2 separate regions of the Ctenopharyngodon idella genome follow, and region 1 is linked to region 2. Evidence: chromatin contacts called from public Hi-C data. All regions are on one chromosome and are shown on one strand. The core of a region is the stretch at or near the end of the contact, and the rest is flanking DNA. Distances in the headings are between cores, read along the strand shown.

Region 1 (6,340 bases), core at 1,748-4,247, 160 kb after region 2:
TTAAAACCTGATGAAAACAAACAGGATGACTACGGCGTCTTGTGATATGTTATACGATCTGTATGCCTTATCACTAGGTGGCGATAGTGAAGCTTAAAAAGCAAGGAAAATGAAATAGAAGAGCAGTACTAGTGACGACATCAGCGATTTCAGAGGGGCTCTGATGACATCCCAAATGGCTGTTCCATTGTAGGGCGCGTAACTTGAGGTAGGGGGGCGTAATTAGTAGGGGCGTGGTTTGCTGTGGGACGCAGTCGGACACACTTGGCAAAGATAGCTTTTTAAGATTGTATTAAGAATCAGACATGCCTGTATGTGCTCACACTAAAGGTAAGTTTACATGACAATGATGTTAAAAAAAACGGAAACGTTTTTTCTTTGTATAGATGACAACGCTGTAAAAACGATCCCCGTTCACACGGATCCGTGAAAATCACTAAAAACGCTGTATTATGCATGCCACGTCAGTAGTTGTCTGTCACTTTGTAAAGAAAGACTACGCGCCTGCACACATATGCATTCTTTTACAGAGCACTCACGCCAAATGCGCATCTCTATAGACTAAACACATAATACATACAGTGCTCAGCGTAAATGAGTACACCCCGTTTGAAAAGTAACATTTTAAACAATGAACACAAAAACAATTTCCAAAATGTTGACAAGACTAAGTTTTATATAACATCTGTTTAACTTATAACATGAAAGTAAGGTTAATAATATAACTTAGAGAACAAAATTTTCAGTTTTACTCAAATTAGGGTGATGCAAAAATGAGTACACCCCACTGAAAGTCTCTGGAGCAAAGCTAAATTTTAGACTACAAATGTCTAATTTAACAAGAATTCAACCACAGGTGAGTCTAATTATTCATTACACAGGTGTCCAACAGAAAGTTGACTATAAAAGGGTGTTAAAACACCTTCCCATTTCATGCTGTCAGCAATGGCACCACATGAAAGAGAAATGTCACAAGACCTGAGAAAGAAAATAATTACACCAGAAAGGTGCAAGCTACACTCTCCATCCAGCATCCAGTCTCTAAAAGAGGTCATTCCTGAAGAATGGAAAAAAATAGATGTTGCAAAATGTCACCAACTTTTTCATTCCATGCCTAGAAGACTTGGTGCTGACAATAAAAATCCTGGAGGCCATACAAAGTACTAGATGTAGTAGTTTTTGTTGTGGGGTGTACTCATTTTTGCATCACCCTAATTTGAGTAAAACTGAAAAATGTGTAATCTAAGTTATATTATTAACCTTACTTTCATGTTATAAGTTAAACAGATGTTATATTAAACTTAGTCTTGTCAACATTTTGGAAATTGTTTTTGTGTTCATTGAGATATTGTTTAAAATGTTACTTTTCAAAGGGGGTGTACTCATTTACGCTGAGCACTGTATGTGCATGCCGTCACCGTTTTCACAGATCCGCGTTTTTGTTGTTTACACGGAGATGATAACGGTATTGTTTTCAAAAACTTAAACTTTGAAACCTGTTTTCAAAAGTTTGCATTTTCAAACCCCCAAAACGCTGTTGTTGTGTAAATGAATGGCCAAAACGCATACAAAGTGTTTCATTTTTAGTTGAAATGGTGTTGTGTAAACAGCTCCTAAAATGAATTACTTTTTTTATTGAAGTGGAAACTTTATATATAGAAACTGCGCACACACAGAAACTGGTTTTCAACTTCTTCCCCATGAATTTTATAAATAAAACAGCGTCACTACTGAAAGCTACCTTATATTTCTCAGCAACGAGGTGATAACTTTTTGTTTTGCTGTTTTTGTAATTAAATTCATAGTTTCAATATCACACAGAGACAGTGTACAGATACAGGTAATTCACACTCACAGTCTCTCTCTCTCTCGTAAATAGAGTGCAACAGTTAAGTTCCAGAAGTAAAAACTCCATTCACATTCTCCATAGGGAAATTGATTTTTAACGATAACTTAAAAACCTTTAAAGACAGTCATACTGTGAGCTACGAGGCTGTTAATTGATAGCATTTGCTTCTGTTGAAGCCATCAGCCCGCATTATTTCATCTTAGTTTTAAAATAATCATGTTTAACAGTGAAATTTGTAGTGAAAAACTACATTACCCATGATGCTGTATATAAGATTCCACCAATCAGGTCGAAATAAGAAAAATCAAAATGTTGAAAAAAAAAAAAAAAAAAAAAAAATACTATTGATGCACATTTACTACATTTGATTTTATTAAAACTTTAGCTTCTTAACTTTCACTTTGCTTAGCTTACTTTTTGTTTAACAAATATTAAATTTTTTCCCCCCAAACAATAAATGGCAGACCCTCCTTTACTACTGGTCTAAAACGAAAATGTTACACAATTATATCCTATATAACAGACAAGTCTATGTGCCCATATTCGTCAAAAATGTAATATGCTAACTGTATAACTGTGCTTGTACATATTGTAAAAACACTTTTGCATAAATATGTGTTGCTACTGTCTAACTGGCTAAGAACACCACTTCATTTTTCTTTTACCCTGCATAGTTTTGTTCATGTTTTTTTTTTAGGATGTCACACAACTGTCCATGCTGGCATTTCTTTTGTAACAGATGCTTTTGGGGCATAATACCATAGTTTCCTTAATGGTGTTCGAATTGGTGGTAAATTCATATGAAATTTAGGTCATGAGTGATGACCCACTAGTTCTTACCCAGTGGTTTAAAATATTCTTCTAAAAAATGGATTCCAGTCACTGACAATGTCATGAATGAAAACTTTCAATTTCAATTACACTCTATCACTGCATGTAGAGTTTAAATATGTGGTTTAAAATACATTTGACACATCTTTATGGTAACAAAACTGATTTGCAAAACATCTTATTCCATTCCTTTAAATTGTGATCTGACATTACAAACAACAGTGAACAACAAAACCAGAAGAAAACAAAAAATGCAATTCAGGAATTCATTATTGTATTCTTATAAACAAGACAATTGCCTGTATCTATTATCAAACAACTAAAATCTCCACTAAAAGTGTTACGGTTTTCAACAACAAAAAGAAAAAATGCTTATAATCACTTCCTGATAAAATGAAAAGCATTCCAGCCAATTATGACATTATTATTGACCACATCCCTAGGTGTGCAAGTCCACCTCCCCACCATCTTTTTCTGTCTATTTTTTTTAACACCGGCAGTAACTTCACCCAAGAAGAATTCACCCTCTGTCTCTGGAATAATCCATATCGCGAGCGGGGGATTTACAGTATGTCTCACCATCACCCCACTTTATAAAGACCCAATGAACTATTTCTCCGTGATAAAATAACATGACCTTGCCTTTTCACTTTCTCTTTTAAAGAAGGTAAACATTTATTTTGTTCTTCGTATATGGTGTAATTTGTGTACGCACAGACCGAACATCCCTCCTGGAGTTTTAGTTCAACCTGCAGAATTTTAGGCAAAATGGCGACATTGTAACAGATGGAGGACGAAAAAAAGGACTGTAATCAAGTACCATGACAAACTTGCCCCATGTTATAGTGTCATTCTCTGGAAAGGTAGGTTTAAAGCTTACAAACGTTTTCCCTTGCTGGATGTGTGTTTGACCGTGTTGAGAAATGAGTGCGCGATGGGTACAGTGAGTCCTTGCATGGGAACAAGAGCTTAAATACACGGGCATCAGGTATGTCAACACGGTGCCAGTCACGAATCGTGCAAGCTAACATTTCACCCTTCCGCTGTCACGCTATTGCTCTGAATAGTATTGCATTTGGGGGAAAGTTGGACGCTCTTCTTCCATCTGAGGTTTCTCGTTTTCCCCCTGCAAAACACTTTATACACACTTTTACAAGGTGGGTGTCAGAATCGATTCAAAGCGATGTCAGTCACTGGATGAGACGAGCCGTTTTCCGTGTCAGCGGGGAGTTTGTGTCGCGGCCTCTAAGTCGCGGGTTTGACACTTGAAGAGCGAAGACGTGTTCAGACGCTCTTCTTGAAGGCGCTCGGCGCGACCTTGATTGGAGGGAATCTGTGCGCTACGCGTTTGCGCACCGCGGCAAACAAACATGCCGCCAGCCTATTGCTTTCACTTGTAAACCACAGTCGATCATTTTGAATGGTGCTTAAAAATAAGCCCTATGTGAAAGATTCTTGCATGCCCCCTGAACTTTTAATAGCTGTAAACGCACATTTTATAGTGTTTTCAAATGAAATAACAGCACTGATATGTGTGTGGCCTACTGTATGGCAGTAGACATCATTTTGATAAATCCTGCTTTACCTCCGTTAGTTCTGGACTTGCAGATGGACAAACTGTGTTTTACTGCATGATAACTTTTTGTGCTGAAAAATCCTGCTTTAAAGTCACCATGAAATCAAAATTGAAAAAAATCTTATATTGAAAATATGAAATACTGAAATATTGGAGTAGGCCTATTTATTATAAATAAATCATACGTGCACATCATCATCATTATTATTGTTTTTAATTCATGTCCCCCTCCTAATCTTTAATCAAAATAACTTCTCCCACTTTCAACAACAGCTCTTCTCTTCTCTGATGACATGTTCACTGGCGCGAGGGCGGGACAACCTGTCACTTGCATGAGTTTGCAGCAATAACAAACAACAAAAGCGATCCAATCAATTTCCGTCAAACAAAATCAAGTCCTGCTTACAATTTTTTTTTTGTTCCAGAAGCTGTTTCACTTGGATATATGACACAATAAGGAAGAAAAAGACTATCACATCTTTGGTTTCATGCCAACTTTCACCTTTTTTTTTTTTTTGCCCTAAAGCTCTTTGCCAACCTTGTCAAGATTCGGTATTTTCATTTGCTCACTAGTCCAATGTTAGACTTGAAAGCATGTGACTTGTCAGCCGTAACTCAGAGACTTTTTACCTACACATAAAATTTCACATTTGATAATATTTAATAAAATCTATAAATAAACTAAATAAATTCAATAATATCATAACAAAGATTGCAATTGGACTGTATATCAGCACTGCCGTGATTCAGCCATAAGCAAGACAATTAAACTAGGGATAGAAACAAGCAGTGAAAAAGAAAAGACTCCACACTCACGATGACACAATCTCCGCTCTGCACCACTCACATAATCTGGCCTTGAAAGCAGTTACCATGGTAAATACACAATACTAACATGAACTGTTAATGAAACATATGGACACTGCTCCTGATGAATAGAATGAACATCATACCTGCATGCTAATCCTTCCCAGCTAACATACGAAGTAGAAGTTACGTAATTTATTGGTACTTTTTGGTAATTTCATAACTTATTGACAACGTAACTATGACATTGCATGCTCATAATCTATTTTGCTCTTTGTGATATAAAATATAGTGCGCGCCGCCACATTTGCACATGCAATTGAAGATTGAGCTCTTCGAGCACAGTATAACATTTGATAGGACAGGAAAGTTTGTTTTTCTGAGGTGAGAGACTTTTTATTTTGTAACAAGTTACGAAAATAATGTTATAATAATGTCACTGACATATAGCTTGACAACATCTCATCTGACTGCAAATACTGAATCAGGAATGCGTTTTTCTGAGGCACTACTTACTTAAACTGCGTCTGACAGAAGAGTCAACAGCTTTCACGCAAGTCTTTCAAAATAAAAGTCTTGATTCTAGTGTTGTAGTACTTGATACCGGTCTTAAAGGTGCAATATGTAATATTTTCTGTCCGCTAGAGGTCGCTAGAGGCCTATTCAAAACAAAGGCGTAGCTTGATGACACCAAGTTTGAGCGCGGAATCTTGGGACATGTGGTCTTCACATCACAGCCGGTGGAAATAATCGGGATAGGACTCGGGAAGAAATCATGTTCATGGATGCGATTATTAACGTTACTGTAGTATGAAGCAGAGCAGGACGGAGTGTTGCGGGAGCTGAACGAGGCCGCTGGAGCGATTGCGCAACACACGCCTCACGAGCAGCGAAACTTTTATTATGCCACAGTCGCCGGCGCCGTTTCTGATTTTCCTGTCAAGAGTATGAGGTAACGCAGCTCTGTTTATCATATTAGATACATTTGAGTGTGTTGAAAATGTTATAACATTACTCTGTGCGTTTGCTTGGTGGCTGCTGTGAGACACTTGTTGCACACTGCAGTAAGCTAGATCGATTTTAGAATATAATAATAAATGCTGGATGGCTTGTGTTGATAAATGGTATGCAATTAATTTTAAAACGTATTGTATGATGGAGAAAATTCTGTATTACTGTTACTAAAAATAAAGCTGCATCTGATTATGCTATGTTAGCTGCTTCACAAAATAGTGTTTTTCTCTGAGGCATGGTAAAGCATGGTACTCGCAAAAAAT
Region 2 (5,851 bases), core at 2,974-5,473:
GGTTCATTCTCGTGTGTTACGTAGCACATCTGAGCTTCCAGAAGAAGTTTTTATTCATCATAAAAAGTGATCGAGTCTCTTTAGAAAATGTTTACTAAACTGCATGATTCCTATGGATTAGTTTTCTGATCTCTTTATGAACTTTTTCAAGTGTAAAAGTGGTCGCTGCGTAGCTGTCTATGAAGGGACAGACATGTCTCAGATTTGTGTTCCGAAAATAAACGAAAGTCTTACGAGTTTGAAATAACATGAAGGCGAGTAATTATCAACGACATTTTTCATTTTGGGGTGAATTAACTCTTTAATTCTTTGCATTTTATCATATAGTTTGTGAAAGTCAGGAAGTAATGGGATGTTCATATCACTGTAATTACCAGGTGTTCATTTTGAGGCATACAATGAGTAACAATGCCTGTTCTAGGAATTCACTTGGTAAGGTATGGGACACTTATGATACTGCTGAGACATGACGTGTTAAAAGTGCAGGTGGTTTGAGTGGAACTGACTTTGGCTGTGAGCTGTGCAGACAAGGGAGTGGAGGGAATTGTGTGTAGAGCATCTGGAGGGATGACAGTCACTGTTTGCTGGAAAACCACCTCAGACACAGGAGACTGTGGCCTCATCTTTAACACTGCAGAAACATGCAAATGTAAACTTTATTTCCACCGTCAATTACCAAACATAACGCAAAAACCTGAAACGTATAGTAATTTGGCATTAATCTATTTAATTAGAAAGGTTTTAGGGTGAGAATACCTGTTGTAGACTTCCTTCCTCCTTTCAGAGGAGCTTTATTTGTCACAGCAGAGATCTCAAACTCATCCTGAGGCATCTCTGCCACCTTCTCCAAAAAAAGCTTCTCAAGCATTTGAGCCATTTTAACAATATCATCTCCTGGCTGGAACCACACACATACAAAAATGTCTGAGACCAAATGTCGAAAATCAATTCTTCAACTTAAAGCAATTTTACACAAAACAAGACCAAGGTCCTCACCCGATTGTACACGTAACAGTTTGTGAACATGGTGTTGAAGTCTTCTACGCACTCCATTGCCTTCCAGTAGTAATTGTTCTCAAGACGCTTTTTAATGGTACTCAAGTCCATTGGGTTCTTGATGATTGCATAATAATCCTAAATTAAATAAGCAAGAACATTTTAAAACAGAGGTTATTTAAGATTTGTACTTACAAACTGTGTAGTCAGTAAAACAAAAAAGTTAATAAAAAAAAAGTTAATAAAAAATAAATAAATAAAACAGACAAGAGCACTGTGGGACTTACTGGCAAATTGAGTCTGACTGCGTCCACAGGCTGCCTGAAAGGCCAGGAGAAGTGGTGTCTCCACAGGGACTTAATCACCACTTTTTCTAGATACTGCAACTGATTGGTGAGGCGCCCAGGCTTTTTGGGGTTCTTGAACTCGGGGGGAGGGGGGTTCCCATTCATGGTGAAATTCTGTGGGGGTTTCACATCAGACATCGCCTGAACTGATCCAGGGAGTGGTGACCAGTATGGAAAGGGTTTTTGCAGCTACGCCTAGGCAGCTCAGCGAGCATTACACTTCCACTGCCTGTGCCACTGTAAACAGGGAGAGCAGTGTCAGCATACTCCTGGTATTCTGCACTGCTGTTTATTATCTTTAGGCAAATCTGAATAAGCAGCAGATGAGAACAAGCCTATTTGAATCATACAAATACTTACGACAAATATAAAAGTCAATGTAATAACCTTTTAATAATAAATGCATACTGTGAATATTTCTAGTTGATCAAATATTGCACTCTAGTCCAGTGCTAAGGACTACTGCAGGCTTCCTGTGGTATGCACTGCCCTCTATTGCCTAATAAGTGAACACTACAGTGCCTTTCAGCTCCACTAGATATCTTTATAAGTTGAAGTACAAGATCAGTCTTACTCCACCCAAAACAACCTTAAAAAAATAAAAATAAAAATAACTAGACAAACGGATATACGCAAGGAAACTTTTTACAGCGAAAATGCAGTAAATCAAAGTTTGAACATGCTAACTATTTTTCTCCCATAAACGAAGATTATCCAGCACATTAAAAAAAAAAAAAAACCAAAAAAAAAACACCAGTGCTGTTTAGATTTTTTTTTTTTTTTTTAAATGCCAATGTGACTTTAAGACTAAACTTCATTCTTAAAAAGGGAAAAAAAGGTCAGAAATTTATATTACTGCAACATTTTTTCCAAGGCAAATATAAAAAAAGCTAGTAGTAATAGAAATGTATCCCTAATCAATTTTCACTTACCAACTTAAAATGCCCTTCAAGACTTAAGTTAACATTACCCAATAGTTGAACAATAAATCTAAGACTCTTACTTTTACCATTTAGACAGTGAAAAACATTTTTTTTTTTTATAATAAAAAAGTCAGAATTTATTTAAATAGTCTCTGAGCAAGCTTTATTCAGCTCAACTACAGAGGTTATCCTTCATTACACTTACCCCAAACTAAAAGGTCATCGTCCCGCTCAGTAATATTTTTTTTCTCATACTCAAAAACATTTACAAGTTATATTGATCATTATGTGTACTTTATTTAAATAAAAGTAAAAGAAAACAAAATCACTGTACAAGAAACCTAAGGACTTACAAATTTATTTATACAAGAAAAACAATTTAAAAAATAAATAAATGCCACTTTATTAAATTTTCGTAAGCTATATAAAAACATTTAGTTTCACACTGGTTTGCTTATGGTTGGGAAGAGAGTATTTCTGTTTTTGGAGGGAAGGGGGGGGGGGAGAAGGAAAGGTCCATTTTCATTGATAAAGTCCACTGGAAGGAAAAGGAAATATTTCATGTTTATTCTCTAACAAAGTTTACAATTAGTCTATACAAATGTAGCGACGTTAAGACAATTTGTCTATGTTGTGGTCAAGCGCATGCCAATTGGACAAATTTAAGACTGCACACAAGAAAATAACATTCATCTATTCAGACCAGAAAGAGACTTCGTAGGTCAACAAAATTTACCAACAATGTAATATTGAAATATAAACAGCTCACTATGATCAGAGAGTGAAATATGCACATGTGTTGCGTTTAAATGCAAAATTTTGTTTGTTTCTTTACCCAATCCAGGGCCATGCGTTACATAAACCTGACGACCTCTTATGGGTGACGCAATACCAACTTCCGGCTCAATATGAATGCCACAGAAGTGTCGCATCTGCTTAAATTATCAGTATTAGGAACTTATACGAGCATATAACACACTTTAGGTAATTAGACACAGGTTTACATGAATTCCCCGATAACCGAGTTATCAAGCCTCGAGCCACAAAATGGCGCCTGGCTAGCTTTAGCTCGGCTAGCCACACATTACCCCGCCCCGTCAGATGCTGACATTGAGCTCAGTTAACAGTCCCTCCCCTAACCATTCCGCCAGCTAAATGAAGCTAGCTCAACTTGGACCCAAAATTTTACCTTTCCGTCTCGGGCACAACAAAGAAAGTTTAAACTGCCGAACTGAGACAGACGCTGCAGTGCAGGAGGAGCTCTGCTGGAAAACTTCACCAATCGAAGGATCTTGTTGATGCTTTGCGCCCGAAAAACCCTCTTAGAAAACGACTGAAAGATTGTTGAGCTTAGTTTTCAACGCCAACAGAACAAATTAACATCATATACATTTGAAATAACTCTGTTTCTTTGAAAGGTTAGTCATCAATGGCGGATGTCTCTCAAGGCAACCGCCTGGTATTTATACCCTCCTGCTGAAAGCGCCCAATCCCATTGGACAAGACCCCTCACGTGCTCCCTTCTTCCCCCTCGCGCCTCTAACACCGAGAAAATATTCCTTTAAAATGTATCCCACGGAAACCACACTCTGTTTTTATACCCGAAATGCTGTTTTACAATTGATCACGTTTATTTTTACGACGACGGACGAACTAAGAAACAGACATGTACGTCAGAGTATTTTTTTAAAACTGCGACATAACTGGTCTCCGGACATCACATGACCATTCTAGAACATTCTGTCGATCGCTATAGCTCAATTCCCGTTTTTAGTGTCTGTTAAATGGTTACATTGTGGCTCTTTTCCGTGGCTTTGGTTGTCAGCTTCTAGCGAGTGTCGGACATCGGTCATCTCTGCAGCTTGAAAATCTCACAAAGAGAACTATGATATGATAGAGCACCGAGCAATGCTGAGGGGAGGCGAACACGAACTAATGCGCATGCGCACTTTCTTGACAGTGATTGGCCTCTCAATTGACGCTGTCCTTATCTTTTGTGTTAGAATCTCCGTACATTTCTAAATCTTTATTAAACCTCTTCAAATAACAATCAGGCATTAAACAGCATGCAAAGAAAGACACACACACAACACACACACACACACACACACACACACATACATATAGTGTTGGGAAGCATATATTTCTACAAATAGACAATGTTTCCTCAATTTTTCAGAATTAGCCTAATTTTGCCTAGATTTTGTCAACATAGCCTACCGTCCCTACAATTGATCCTTAAGGAACAGTACTGTCATAGAAGAGTTCAGTTATTATGGAAGAGTTCTCTTTCTGGAAAAGAATATTGCTAGGTAGAATGACAGCCTCAGTCACCATTCACTTTCATTGCATTTTTTTTTTTTTTTTATCCATACAAGCGAATGGTGACTCATTCCAACTAACATTACATTGTATTCCACAAAAGAAAGAAAAATTCTAAGGATTTGTAACGACTTGTGATGACAATTTTATTTCACTAATTTAAAAACATGATTTAAAATAAACTTTCCACAAGAGGGCAGCAAATGACTTATTTTGGATTGAAAAAAACTTCCATTATGTTTTCTAGCTTGCAGTGCTGCTGTACAAAACTTAAATTACCTATAAATAACCCCATGTACTTATGAATAAGCTTACTACGGTAATGACACATTTACCAAAAGGTACAAAAAAATGGGTGAACGCGGTCCTCTGTTTATCTTTGCTTTTATAAATATTTAGAGAGAGCCATATGACATAACTTATGTCATATGTGTTGATTTATGTTGTCATGTTTGTTTTTATTCTCATTTTTGTCTTTAAGAAAACTTTAAGGGAATCTAAAGTAACTATACATAAACATCCCCTGTATTTGTTCATGCTTCAGATGAAAGGCTTCATCATATCATGTGGCTCCAAGGTCAAGAGTTCAGCACCCGACATTCCTCATGGGTCACTTCTCATATATGAGAAGTGTTATACAGGAAAGCACTTTGACAACTAAAGATCGAGAGAGATCAGGCCATGACCAAGAAGGAAGAAGGGATCTATGTGTCTATGCAGCTATTACATATGTAAGAAGATGTGGTGAGCCATTCCATTTTTAAATGCAATACAACCAGTGCACTGTTCTTATGCTTTACAATGCACTGGTTGTATTGCATGAAAAAAAAAAAAAAATCTACAGATGGTTTTCCTTATTTTCTTTCATTTTTTTAAGAACAATTTAATACAAAGGTTTTGACAAAGATCACAAATGCAAGCAAAACAAAAGAAATCAAAGAATTAGGGCAGGGATTCGTGTTCAGGACTAGATTTTGACGCATCTTTCTCCCCGTCTGTGCGGATGCTTTGAGTAGGCCTGGTTCTAAGGCATACATATGCATGAGAAGTGAAAAATGACATGAAGCCTCTGAGTACATCTTCATTGACACTCAAAAGCAGCATATCAATGTTTTCAAGACAGCATGAAGCTCCAAAACAAAGTTTTCCATCTTGCAAGGGTGCTGTCTCATTAGTGGCAAATCACGACTCTGACATTTACACTGTAAGCAGTGGTAATGCATTTCCATTTCCTTTAGAACGGAGCGGAACATTTCAGTCAGA

The links. A called contact is a pair of places that touch in the nucleus more often than the background predicts.
Region 1: a contact with region 2 is called in a Hi-C map of muscle, with 4 times the contacts expected there. The contact joins the promoter of znf644b here to the promoter of brdt in region 2. A contact is called at or near these places in 2 of 2 Hi-C or Micro-C datasets (both in muscle).

The regions. Positions count from the first base shown.
Region 1 is chr6:15,993,493-15,999,832 of HZGC01, forward strand. It overlaps znf644b (zinc finger protein 644b), which reads left to right and starts at 2,998. Exons shown (of 6, transcript XM_051897517.1): 1 at 2,998-3,543.
Region 2 is chr6:15,829,044-15,834,894 of HZGC01, forward strand. It overlaps brdt (bromodomain, testis-specific), which reads right to left and starts at 4,224. Exons shown (of 21, transcript XM_051896679.1): 1 at 4,059-4,224; 2 at 1,284-1,580; 3 at 997-1,134; 4 at 757-898; 5 at 507-631. The coding sequence starts at 1,481.